Regions from separate parts of the Mus musculus genome. Here all the other regions are linked to region 1. Evidence: chromatin contacts called from public HiChIP or PLAC-seq and promoter capture Hi-C data. All regions are on one chromosome and are shown on one strand. The core of a region is the stretch at or near the end of the contact, and the rest is flanking DNA. Distances in the headings are between cores, read along the strand shown.

Region 1 (2,998 bases), core at 151-2,650:
CTCACTGTCTTGATTACATTAATTGGAATGGAAAGGCCTGCCCACTATGGGCTAGCCATTCCCTAGGCAAGGGATCCTGGACTGTGTAAGCTTAGAGACAGCGATGCACCCAAATAGCAAGCACACATTTATTCTCTGCTCTTGACTGTGGATGTGAGAGCGGCTTCAAGTTTCTTCCTTGACATTCCTGCAGTGATGGAGTACAACTTAGAATTATAAGCCAAATGAGCTTTTCTCCCCTGAGCTGCTTTTTTGCCGGGGTATTTTATCATAGCAATGGAAATGGAATTAGGAAAGAGTGTTTGTATAAAATAAAGTATTTTTTACAAAATATGTTCCACTTTCTACTTTCTGATATATCTTTTTAAAAAAACATACAATATTCATATTTATATCCATAAATTGTTCAAACATTTTTCCCATGTTTTTTTAAAAATTCTCTGGCACGGGGTAGTGAGCCATTGGGGATATATTTCTAGCCCTCTGTTTACTTTTAATTTAGGGACACAGTTTCACTAAGTTGTCCAGCCTGATTTTACACTCATTGTATCCAAGGATGCCTTCTGCCCCAACTTCCTCAGTAGTAGGGCTTATAGACCTTCTTCAATTTTTATATATCAAATAGAGTTATTCTTGCACCTGTAACTATGTGTGTTATATGTATAGCCTTAAGTGTGGTGCTGAAAATAAATAAATTATACTAAAGAGAAATTAAGTACCTCATATAAGAGCCCTTTAGATGCAATAGAACACAGATTTATTAGCCTGGCAAATACGTGTTACTGTGTGGTTAGACACTAACTTTTCTCCTATCTTTCATTGTCTTGTTCTTTTCCATGGGTCACAATTAAAACAAAGAAAGCAAAACCAAATCATATCTTTTGAACAACAGTACAACGTTACATCATTTTTTTTTTTTTTTACTTGTTTATTTTTTACATCAACCTGTCAACTAGTTAGAACAGAAACCCTACGGAACACAATTGTAAGGTCAAGGAGCACAGCACAAAGGAAAGGTTGGAGGACAGTCAGAATTGTCTAGCATATGAGTGCCTCTGGCTGCCTTTGGTCCCGGGTTCCCTGTGATGTGGAGATATTTAACAGCATGCTCAAGGCTAGGTTTGAGTAGTGGAATAATGTAATAAGCTCTTAACTTATGTTACTTTATCTTTCCAGATTTCTGTTAGTGATTGTAAGCTAAATAATGGCCTTTAGTAATTTAATACACTGTAAATCTTTCACACGTAGGCAACTATATGAATAATAAAACGAACGAACACACTATAAAACAAAACAGTTCACTGTTTCAAGACGGGAGGACCTACTACAACCGCAGGACGCTCTGGGAGGACCTTCGCTGTCCCAGCATTCCTCGCGCTGCCCCGCAGCTCTTTCCCTCTCGTCTCTATGGTTGCGCCGGCGTTGTCAGGATCGGCGCCTCCGGAGTACTGAGGCTTCCGACTTTGCGGCCGGTCCGAGCAGCTTGGGTCTTGGCGCGGCGCGATGTCCGAAAAGAAGCAGCCGGTCGACTTGGGTCTCTTGGAAGAGGACGACGAGTTCGAGGAGTTTCCCGCGGAAGGTAACCGCCAGGCCGCGCGCTGGGCCTGGGGCCTCCGGTGGGGCGGCGCCGGGCCTGCTCTCTGCGGGAATGAGCTGGGCCCAGCAGCGCGGATCCGGGCGCGGCCTCCGGGGGCCCCGGCCTCGGCCTCCGCGTCCCGGTAGCCGTCGCTTCATGGCGCGGCCCAGTGTTTTGCGCCTCGTCGCTGGGAGGAACCAGGTGAAGCTGGGCCCACGGTGCTGCGAGCTTGTGGCCCTTTAACTTCAACCCGGGACTCTCCGCATCTGCACAGTCTCTTGTTTTGCTTCGGTTTCCAAGCCTCCCCTTGGTAGTAAACTTCAGAGTCCCACTGTTGCCCAGGGCAGCCAGTGCTGTGTACCTCTCGGATAGCGCGAATGAGCCCCGAGAAGTGGGATGATAGAGTCGTTCGTGTGTGTTGTATTCATTACAGATTTTGCCTCAATTTCTGCTTCTCTCCATTTACGGTCACGTGAATTAACCCAAGCTTTATAAAAGTCTTAACCATCTGCCTTCGAAACTAACTTCAATGCTAGGGATGCTTTAGTTTTCTCATTGTAGGTAATAACATAGCTAATGTTGGAAGAGCCTGCTATGATCTTGGGAACGTGAGTGCTTCGCTTCTATTGGCACAATCCATTTCCACAAATATAGGAAGTAGGTATTAATGTACTTACTATTATTCACGTAAGGAAACAGAAGTTTGGAACAATGGAGAAACAGGCCCAGTGTCAACACTGTCCGGAAATGGTGAAACTGAGACGCCTTAATTTACACCAAAGTCCTTAACTTCAGCAGTTATCTTCTGTTTGCTAGGCCTCTTTTTGCCATATTAGTTTTTCAAATTGATTACTTTATTGGCTAATTGTTTTGAGTAGATTTCCCAAATATTTTACCTTGTTTCTAAAAAGTGAGTTAGACTGTGTCTCCATGAAGACCATAGGAAGAGAATTGTGGTTAGTCATGTGCACATACGTGGCATCAAGCAATTATCACTTGACAAAAATTGTACTTAGTTACCCCACCATGATCTCAATGCGCATAAAATCACATCACAGGAACGTTTAGTCTAAGTATAATGTAGTGTTTTAGTTTTAGTGAAAGAGAACATTAGTGTGTATATTATGCAACCTCATAAACCAATTCAGAAGATATATTTCCTCTGAGTTAGGAGTCTATAATATATGATGGGATAGTTTACCTTTTGTTTTGGTAATAAATTTATTTGTTCAGTCTGATGTTTTGTTTTCAGGTTCATTAATAATCCTGTAACAGAGCTTTGTGGTAGAATTGGCTAAGTGAGGGCAGGTTAGATTTCTTATTCCAACTACTTGTTTCAGATGGTCCTTATCCCTTATTACATACAAGCTGCACGGTTAAGACACTTGCTTTGCATTGTAGAGTCAAGCATCTAATCTTGAA
Region 2 (2,998 bases), core at 192-2,691, 440 kb after region 1:
TTTTGGCAATGACTAATATTGTTATAAACATTCACCTGCGTACTTTTTGTGGCTATGTGGTTCCCTTTCTTGTGGCTGCACATTTGGAATGAACACTGTTAAGTCATACAGTAAATCTGAGTGTCCTGTTTTCCAAAGTTGCATTTCATATTTGCAGTAGTGCCTGTGGGTCCCAGTGTCTTCACATTCCCAACAACACTTGTCACATTCTTCTATGCCCACGTTAAGTGGTAGCCATTAGTCTTCATCTGCCCTGGCAATGCTAATGCTGTGCGACACCTCTTTAGGTACTTGTGGGCCATTTTTATTTTAGAAAAATGTCTCCTTAGTTTCTATTTTTTCCCATTTGAAAACTGTCCTTTTATCTTTTGTCCATCTTAAGTAGAATTGTCAGGTCTGAAGAGATGGCTCAGCGGTTAAGAGCACATATTGTTCCTGAATATGCCCCAAGTTTGCCAAGCACAGACCTTGGCATGAAGGGGGATTCTGAAAGAAGGGGTGTCTGGGAGCGGTGAAAAGAATGACTTGAAGTCAAATCATGAATCCAAGCTGTGTTCTTCTTGATCCAGTCTGTTGCTATGTTCTGCTTTCTCTCTATAAGTTGTCCTCTGGCACACACACACACACACACACACACACACACACACACACACACACACACGACCCACGCCATACTGTGACATGCACGCACACAATAATTTTTATCCTAAAAACTTCTCTAGATAGCTTGTATCTTGCCGAACTCAGGTCCAGTGTTTCATTTTCCTTATCAACCTAGTCTTTTGCTCCAGGGTTGCTTTTGATTATCTTATGAATCATCTCATCACCCCACCTTTTGATTAGAAAGAGACAGCAAGCATACATTTTGTTCTTAACATTGCAAAAGAATTTAGTGATCTGTCTACCTTTGTTAAGCATAGATGTTAAACTAGTTGGGTGGGACCCTGCCCGGAAATTACCATTACACGTGGGCCTAACCTCACTCTGTCCTAGGCTGACCTTGAACTCAGGAATCTGCCTGCCTTTTTATCTTTCTGACAAGCTGGCTCTTAGTGTAGCTGCCTTTGTTGCTTTAGATTCATGAAGCCCATCATAATTCATATTGCATCCTTATATTTTGCATAATTGAGAAATATATCATATATTTGGAGCTCTTTTCCATAGTCCTAAAGATTGTCCTGAAGGTTCCAGTCTTGCCAAGATATTAGTCACATCCTCAACTCCTGGACTCCTGCTATCTCAGATTATCACGGCATCACTATATTAACAGGGAGGACATGTCTTGGAGGAATGAGGAAATATGTACATTAATACATAAACAAGCTTTATGCCCACTGCAGCCATTGACACTAGCAGAGCCTCATCCCAGGGGCCTGTCCCAGGGGCAGGAACCATGTCACTCTGCCGCCACCAAGGCCATGCTGGGCTCAACACAAGTTTAATTACCAGTAACGGCCATGGAGCTCTCAATTGCCTGTAGCTTCAGCTCTAGGGGATATGACAGCACTCCAACCTCCTCGTACAAACACACACACATACACATAATTGTGAAAAACTAGTCTTTTGCAGGGCAGTGGTGGCGCACGCCTTTAATCCCAGCACTTGGGAGGCAGAGGCAGGCAAATTTCTGAGTTCGAGGCCAGCCTGGTTTACAGAGTGAGTTCCAGGACAGCCAGGACTACACAGAGAAACCCTGTCTCAGGGAAAAAAACAAAGCAAACAAACAAACAAAAACTAGTCTTATTTCTGAGTTGTGAGAACCCTTTCTATATTCCAGAGTTTATCATACACGATTTCCTCCTACCCACCACCTCTAGACTATAAGAGATCTTTTACTCTCTTGATGTTACACTTTACAAAAACAACTTTGGTGATGTTTAATTTGTCTGTTTTTTTTTCTTTTTTCTTTTTTTCTTTTTTATTTTTCATATTCAGTCAGCGTTTTCCTCATCCAAGGCTACAGTATCATGCCTCTATTTTTTATATTCATATCTTTATCTCTTAACTTCATAGATACATTTGTTAGGGGTTTTGTTTATCTTGGGTTAGTAGTAGGTGGCCAAGGCTGGACTTGACATTTTGCCTGTAGAGATTGAAGAGGTCAGCTCAGCTGTTAGAAAATTCCACAGGACCTCCTCCCCTCCTGGGGGGGGGGGGATATAGGTCATAAAGAACATAGGTACCCCTCCGCTCCAGAAGGGAGGGGCTAATTACATTCCTCAGACCACAGGAAGGAGGGACCAACCACCAGAGCTCCAAGACACATTCCGAGACCGTTGGCCACCCACTTCATTCCCTATAGACCAATCAGTTTAAAAGTCACACTGTTCTGCTAATCATATTTTGCCTAATGGCGGTGGCCCTGAGAACTGTATAAAGGCTCCCTGGATGGGCAGCCCGGCATCACTCTGCCTATGTGCAGGGTGACCCCAGCATGCTGGATTAAATAAAATTCCTCTTGCTTTTGCATTGATTCTGGCTCCACGTGGTTCACTAAGGGGATTCCCGGTAAGCTAAGGCTCAACAGAGTCTTACAAGATCATTTGTTTTACAAGCTAAGGGCTCATGTTTCTTGGTGCATTATCAGCCATACTTGTTGGAAATCTCCGGGCAGCAAACACACATGCTTGAGTTTGCCTCTTGCCTAGCTTGGGTCATTTTTAGCCTATGTTATGTTGGAACCACAGTTCTGAGTTGCAGTCACTTTGTACTGACTGAAGGCCAGCTCTGTTCTTGTATTTCAAAATTTCCTGGGCTCCCTGGATGGTGATGGTGCGTGCTTTTAATTTCAGTACTTGGGAGGCAGAGACAGGCAGATCTCTGTGAGTTCTGGCCCAGCTTAGTCTACAAGGTAAGTTCCAGGACATCAGGGGCTACACAGAAAATCCCTATCTTGAAAACAACAAAACAAAAACTACAAATTTCCAGATCACCAGACAAAATCTTGGCTTTTCTGGGTTCCTTGAGTTCTTGTATGCATTTGAGAAGCAGGTTGTCT
Region 3 (2,998 bases), core at 187-2,686, 420 kb after region 1:
CTTTTCATTCCTAATTTTTTTAGGTTGTTGGGCTACCTACCCTTCCCAGCTGTTCCAGCTGATGCAGTTCAGCTTTGACTTGATTTAAAACTATAGCTTGTCCTGTGACACCATTTAGGGGGGTGTGGCCATCGCGCCATCTGACTTGGTTGGGCCCTATACTCCTTGGCTGCGTTTTTGTTCAGAAGTGTATTTATCTTTGTAGTAAGTTTGTTCCTCCTTTTTCCATTAATTAATTAATTGATTAATTGTTTAACTTTACATCTGAATTGCAGCGTCCCCTCCCACCTCTCCTCACAGTCGCTCCCTCTCATCTCTTCAACAGTTTGTTTCCTATTAATTGCTTTGTAGAAACCTCCATGCAAAGTAGATACTGTGTATCTTTCTTGTGGTAGCTCTTTACAGTGCAGTGACAGAGAAACAATCGTGGTTGTGGGTAGGCTGAGAGGCTGAGTTTATGTGCAATCATGATCTGTCTCAAAAGCCCCATCACTCTCTGATTTGGGAGGGGTAGGCCAATTGGGAAGAGGTGTCTGTGTAATCGGAGACAGTTTGCAGCAAGAAACACTGTTTCTGTAGACACAGATGCTTGCTCCTGGTGTTGTAGGGTGACTTTTTTTTTTTTTTTTTTAACATATTATGCAGGATGGCTACTTACATTAAGTAAGGCATTTTTCTAGAACACTCTGCACAAACCAGTTATTCCTGTAATTGAAACTATATGGTGCTTCACTACATTTTGAGTATTTAAAATATTTTAACTATGTGAGATAATTGAGATGAATTAGTTTCATTATGTTAATGATTTCAGAATGTGTCTGCATTGGGAAATAAGTTGTCTGCCTTCAGGGCGTGCAGGTTAGGAGTCAGTTATGCCTTCGTCCATGGAGAAGCATGCTTTAGGTGATGCATGAAACAGCTCACACTTTCTATTTGCTTGGAAACCTCTTGCTATCTAAGCACGGTCTTTAAATTTCTTTTGTTGCTGAAGGTGGGGGCATCCTCTCTTTCATTCCTGCTAGAAAAGAATATAACGCTTTGAGAGGAGAATTAGTATTTTTTTTCCTTTGCAACTCGGAGTAAATTGAAAGCACCTCAGCCGTCTCTGTTTACCTGGGATGCTATGACAGTGCTGATGAGAAGTATTGTCCCTGAAACTAAGTCTCATTTTTCATTTGACCAGAAATTTGTGCAAATTCAATTTAGGATCAACATGTACCCAGTTTTTCATGTTCTTAAATATAGAAAATCATAATCTGTTTTAAACTTACTGTAACTGATGGGACACTTGTTTACATGGGTAAAATGACTCTACGCAAGTCGTATATTGAAGTTCATGTTAATGTTTGCTATTTAATGACACCTAATGATATTCAATGAAGGGTTATGCTGAACTGGAGAGAAAATGTGTTACCCAGGCAACTGCCTCTGGCAGGCTAGAGACTCGGGCATATGGCTCTATAGTACACATTATTTCAGCATCTTTAAGCATAAAGAGCCACACATGTAATTGACTGTGAAAAATTACTGCTCAGTTACTGTATTGTATGGTCACAATAGAAGTAAATGAATACGTCATTGTTGTTGGAACCAGTCTGTTGGGAATCACTCCTAGACTCTACTATTTAAGAAGCAAAAATACAATAAGAAGAAAATAGCTGGTTTAATTAACATGTAAAAATTGGGTTAATTTGAATTCAGCTGGCGCAGCAGATATGAATGTGAGATTTGGGGTGGTGTTCTGGCTTTTTGTCCACACCATGCATCACTGTATGGTTTTAGGGGCTTTTCCCGTCGTTTACAGTTTGCTTTTCCTGGGGTTTATATTACGTCACCCCAAAAGGGAGTTTGGTGTACTTTTATCCCAAACATAGAAATTACAATTGAATGACAGAAAATGCTAAAATATTTGTAAGCAATTAAAAAATGCTTCTCATGGGAAATCGGTGTAACTTGATTTAATATGTCGAAGCATGATTTCAGTTAATGCTTATTATTTATACTCTGTAAAGCTGAGTGAGGAAACAGAAACTCACCATTGGCAAAGGCAAAACCAGAACAGAACAAAACAAAACAAAACCCAACCCACCCATCAACCAAAAACCCCAGCCTATTTGCCCTTGTGACTTCCTGTGTGAGCTTAGGGGACTTTTATTAGTTTTAGAGTATTGTTTTAATTATTATTACCTGAGTTCAGACATTCAGAAAAATCCACTGAGAACAGCAGTCAGTGTCGTCCAATAAAACTCATCCTGCTCAATTTGGATTTTTGTTAAATGCGGTTTGAGCAGAGGCACAACCGTCTTGTACTGAAATTCTCCATGAAGAAAATCACTGCTCGGTGGGCCGCACCTGCCTGAGAGCCTTGGACGCTTTAGGGGACTCTGCCTCTGAGCCCAGGGAGCTGCAGTTTGGTGAGCTAAGAGTTTGCAGCCTGTGCTCTGCATGTTGCTTGGTCTGGTCTCTGTGCATTTAAAAGGACTGATTATTCAGAGTTCATCTGGGTACAGGAACAGCCTCAGCCGGTACACCAGTGGCCATGGAAAAGCTCCTCGTGTCCCTGCCTTCCCACTTGAGCTGCTCGGTCCCTACTGTATTCTTTTTCCCTCGTTTGTTCGCCCTTCACTGCCTGACCACTCCATTTTTTGGAGGGAAGGCAAGACAAGAACCGGAGACTGGAGAATCAACAGCCTTAGTGGCCACTTAGAGCAGCTGACAGATGGCTCACCTGCTGGCTTTTCAGTGAGTGATTGCTTTTCTGTGCCTTAATCTTCCCATTATCCTTCATTTGCTATTTTAATAAAGTCGAAGCCTTCTCAACCAGCCTTAACTAAAGGAGCAGAAAAGATGTAGGAATCAGTGCTTTAAAAACCCTGCAGTTAGGGTAAATCATTATTCCAACAGGCTGCCCAGTTACCCTCCCCCCTTCCTTAATGTCTTCTTAAAGACAATATAGAAATTAACATAAGGGCTTCGTAGTAAGCTGTTTTTCTTTTTT
Region 4 (2,998 bases), core at 239-2,738, 330 kb after region 1:
AAGTAACCATTACATTGTACAAGACTAGATCAATAAGAACAAAAGCTCAGCGGTCAACCCCAGGAATCTCTCTCCTACCTCTGTATATGAGATGATGAGGATATTCTATGAGAGTCTCCTGGGGACAAGTGAAGAACATGGCTCAAGACAGAAGACATGTCCTGTTGGTGGTAAGTCCAATGTCGCTAAGGGCAGTTGTGCAGAAGGCCAATTATTTCTAAGCAGTGTTTGTTCCGGATTACAGCTATCCATAACAGCCAGGCCAGATAATAAGTGTTTTAGAGGACAAAGGATAATGAGCTAAGGATGGTTACAAACATGGGGTTCCCTGAGCACCGACCGGCACCACTGCTTTCTGGCTATGTTACACAGAAACAGATTTCCAGAATTAGCCAAGTCACTCCTAGCTTCCCTATCTGAGAGATGGAAATAGTATGAGTATTCTTACTCTATTGCTATGTGGTATGATGGAAATAAAGTCTTTACTCTAACCCTAACCCTAACCATGTAACACTAACCCTAACATTAACCCTAACCCTCTAACCCTCTAACCCTCTAACCCTAACCATAACCATAACCATAACCATAACCCTCTAACCCTAACCCTAAACCCCTAACCCTAACCCTCTAACCCTAACCCTCTAACCCTAACCCTAACACTCTAATCCTAACCCTAACTCTCTAATCCTAACCCTAAAACTAACCCTCTAACCCTAACCCCCTAACCCTAACCCCCTAACCCTAACCCCCTAACCCTAACCCTCTAACCCTAACCCTAACCCTCTAACCCTAACTCTCTAACCCTAACCCCCTAACCCTAACCCCCTAACCCTAACCCCCTAACCCTAACCCTCTAACCCTAACCCTCTAACCCTAACCCTAACCCTCTAACCCTAACCCTAACACTCTAATCCTAACCCTAACTCTCTAATCCTAACCCTAAACCTAACCCTCTAACCCAATAACCCTAACCCCCTAACCCTAACCCTCTAACCCTAACCCTCTAACCCTAACCCTAACACTCTAATCCTAACCCTAACTCTCTAATCCTGAACCCTAACCCTCTAACCCTCTAACCCAAACCCTAACCTTAACACCCTAACCCTAACCTTCTAACCCTAACCCAACATTAATGCTCTTTTTTTGACTAAATGGAATAGTTTTTAAGGTCAGTCTAATGGGTATATAAAGGCAGTCTCAAAGGAATCCTGAATTCTATGAAATTAGTCCTTAATAAATCAGTTTCTTAGTTTTCCTTTTTTTAGTGTGTGTGTGTGTGTGTGTGTGTGAGAGAGAGAGAGAGAGAGAGAGAGAGAGAGAGAGATGGATGTGCATGAAGGTTCACATGTGTTACAGAGGACAGAGGTTGGCTTCAGTTTTCTACCTCCATTGCTCTCTTCCTTATTTTGTGAGAAACAGTCAATCCCACTGAAGCTGGCGCCTATTGATCAGGTAGGCTTGTTTGCAATAAGCTCCAAAGGTCTTCCTCTCTCTACACTCTCAGAGTTTTGGGGTTACAGATGTGTGCCACTGCATTTAGACTGTATGTGGGTGCTAGAGCTCTAACCTCTGGACTTTAGTCTTATACATCAGACACCCTTCCTGGGTCTCCTTTCCTTCTTTTTACTCAGTTGATAATTTAAAACTTAGTGTCTTGCTATATAATCAGGCTGTCCTGGTATTGTGGCCTGACCTCAAATTCACAATCCTCCTCCCTCTTGTGGGCAGGTGCAACTGTAGCTGTATTTCTTGCTAAACTGTCTTCTTGCTAAACTCTTAACTCAGTTTCTCCAACAATAATAACAAAAAATAATATTTTAAAATAACTGGCTTATACTCTCTGAAGTCTTAATGTCCAGAAAGGTTTAGGTCGGCAGGATGCTGGCAGCAGTGCGTGCCTTTAGACCTAGCACTCAGGAGTCAGAGGCAGGCAGATCTCTGAGTAAGAAGCCAGCCTGGTCTACAGAGTGAGTTCCAGAATAGCCAGGGATACAAAGAGAAACCCTGTCTCAAACAAAACAAAACAAAACAAAACAAAACAAAAAAAAAACAAAAACAAAAAACAAAAACAAAAACAAAAACAAAAAACCCCAAATGAACAAGAAACCAAGAAGGAAAAGCTTAGGAAGGTTCTATGTCACACCATAGTAAGAGCCAGTCATAGTGCTGATCCAGCACTTCAAATGTCAAAATGAGAGGAGGTCTGGCCCCTGGCAGTGTGTGTTCAGCTAGAACAGCACAGGGAGACCTAGAAGAGAGAGAGAGAGAGAGACAGAGAGAGAGAGAAAGAGAAAGAGAGAGAGAGGAATGGGGAGAAAGAGAAAGAAGAACTAATACAATATGTGATCCTTGGCAGATCCTGTGTGGTTGAGTAAGAAATTTTATAAGGCCATAAAAGTGCCAATCAACAAATTTAACCCATATATTACAGAATATATAGTTAATAAGTCAAATATTCAGAATTAGATAATGGGTACATAAATATAAGCAAATACCCTTGATTTACAAGGAAAAAAACATATATAGGAGAAAGAAGAAGAGAATGAAATTAAAATATTAGAAGTCACTTAATATTGATAACTGGTATAGAAGAATATTTCGGTCTTATTTTTTGTGATACGTTTGAAATATTTTCAGAGTAAAACATATCCTTCTTAATCCCGCTAAGTATGCTGTCAACATTGTGTTTCTTTCTCAGGTCTGCTTTGGGACAATTTATGTTCATGTACATTTTATATATTCTCTTATACATGGTAGATTCCACAATGAAAACTTCAACAAAAATAATAAAATAAGAATTCTACATGACAGCATTTGTATACAAATGAGTTGCTATAATTATGAAGCTGCCAATGTTAGATTTGTGTACTTCATTAGTTAAATACACACACACACACACCATGACAATGACAGTGACAACAATGGTGAAAGAATGTGTTATATTGATGATTTAAATGTAAGAGACATAATCACAAGTCAACAGAAACAGATGGCCTCT

The links. Promoter capture Hi-C pulls out the DNA fragments that hold promoters and counts their contacts. HiChIP or PLAC-seq counts read pairs in DNA pulled down with a chosen protein or histone mark.
Region 2: a contact with region 1 is called in an H3K27ac HiChIP or PLAC-seq map of embryonic stem cells, with 4 times the contacts expected there. The contact joins the enhancer-like site here to the promoter of Sem1 in region 1. A contact is called at or near these places in 8 of 39 promoter capture datasets (the 3T3-L1 cell line, the C10 cell line, embryonic stem cells and 1 more), 7 of 484 Hi-C or Micro-C datasets (the C10 cell line, the HL-1 cell line, bone marrow-derived macrophages and 2 more), 14 of 115 datasets of contacts at active chromatin or transcription factors (DN3 thymocytes, the NIH/3T3 cell line, astrocytes and 7 more) and 2 of 9 other capture datasets (embryonic stem cells and macrophages).
Region 3: a contact with region 1 is called in an H3K4me3 HiChIP or PLAC-seq map of embryonic basal ganglia, with 3 times the contacts expected there. The contact joins the enhancer-like site here to the promoter of Sem1 in region 1. A contact is called at or near these places in 7 of 39 promoter capture datasets (the 3T3-L1 cell line, the C10 cell line, cranial neural crest and 2 more), 6 of 115 datasets of contacts at active chromatin or transcription factors (astrocytes, bone marrow-derived macrophages, embryonic basal ganglia and 3 more) and 1 of 9 other capture datasets (pancreatic islet).
Region 4: a contact with region 1 is called in a promoter capture Hi-C map of liver, with 2.6 times the contacts expected there. The contact joins the enhancer-like site here to the promoter of Sem1 in region 1. A contact is called at or near these places in 4 of 39 promoter capture datasets (the 3T3-L1 cell line, the C10 cell line and liver), 1 of 15 datasets of contacts at CTCF or cohesin (the NIH/3T3 cell line) and 5 of 115 datasets of contacts at active chromatin or transcription factors (craniofacial prominence, embryonic stem cells, neural tube and 1 more).

The regions. Positions count from the first base shown.
Region 1 is chr6:6,577,060-6,580,057 of GRCm38.p6, reverse strand. It overlaps Sem1 (SEM1, 26S proteasome complex subunit), which reads left to right and starts at 1,400. Exons shown (of 3, transcript NM_009169.2): 1 at 1,400-1,579. The coding sequence starts at 1,504.
Region 2 is chr6:6,138,509-6,141,506 of GRCm38.p6, reverse strand. All of the region lies in intron 4 of Slc25a13 (solute carrier family 25 (mitochondrial carrier, adenine nucleotide translocator), member 13), which reads left to right. Among named protein-coding and RNA genes, the nearest start is that of Slc25a13, 77 kb to the left of the region's middle. Within about 2 kb of position 1,441, at least 8 of the 459 cell types and tissues checked have an H3K27ac peak or open chromatin away from gene starts, as enhancers often do. A contact at or near this core is called in embryonic stem cells, where this site is marked.
Region 3 is chr6:6,161,954-6,164,951 of GRCm38.p6, reverse strand. All of the region lies in intron 3 of Slc25a13 (solute carrier family 25 (mitochondrial carrier, adenine nucleotide translocator), member 13), which reads left to right. Among named protein-coding and RNA genes, the nearest start is that of Slc25a13, 54 kb to the left of the region's middle. Within about 2 kb of position 1,436, at least 17 of the 459 cell types and tissues checked have an H3K27ac peak or open chromatin away from gene starts, as enhancers often do. A contact at or near this core is called in embryonic basal ganglia and embryonic forebrain, where this site is marked.
Region 4 is chr6:6,242,506-6,245,503 of GRCm38.p6, reverse strand. No RefSeq gene overlaps it. Among named protein-coding and RNA genes, the nearest start is that of Gm20619, 4.7 kb to the left of the region's middle. Within about 2 kb of position 1,488, at least 7 of the 459 cell types and tissues checked have an H3K27ac peak or open chromatin away from gene starts, as enhancers often do. A contact at or near this core is called in liver, where this site is marked.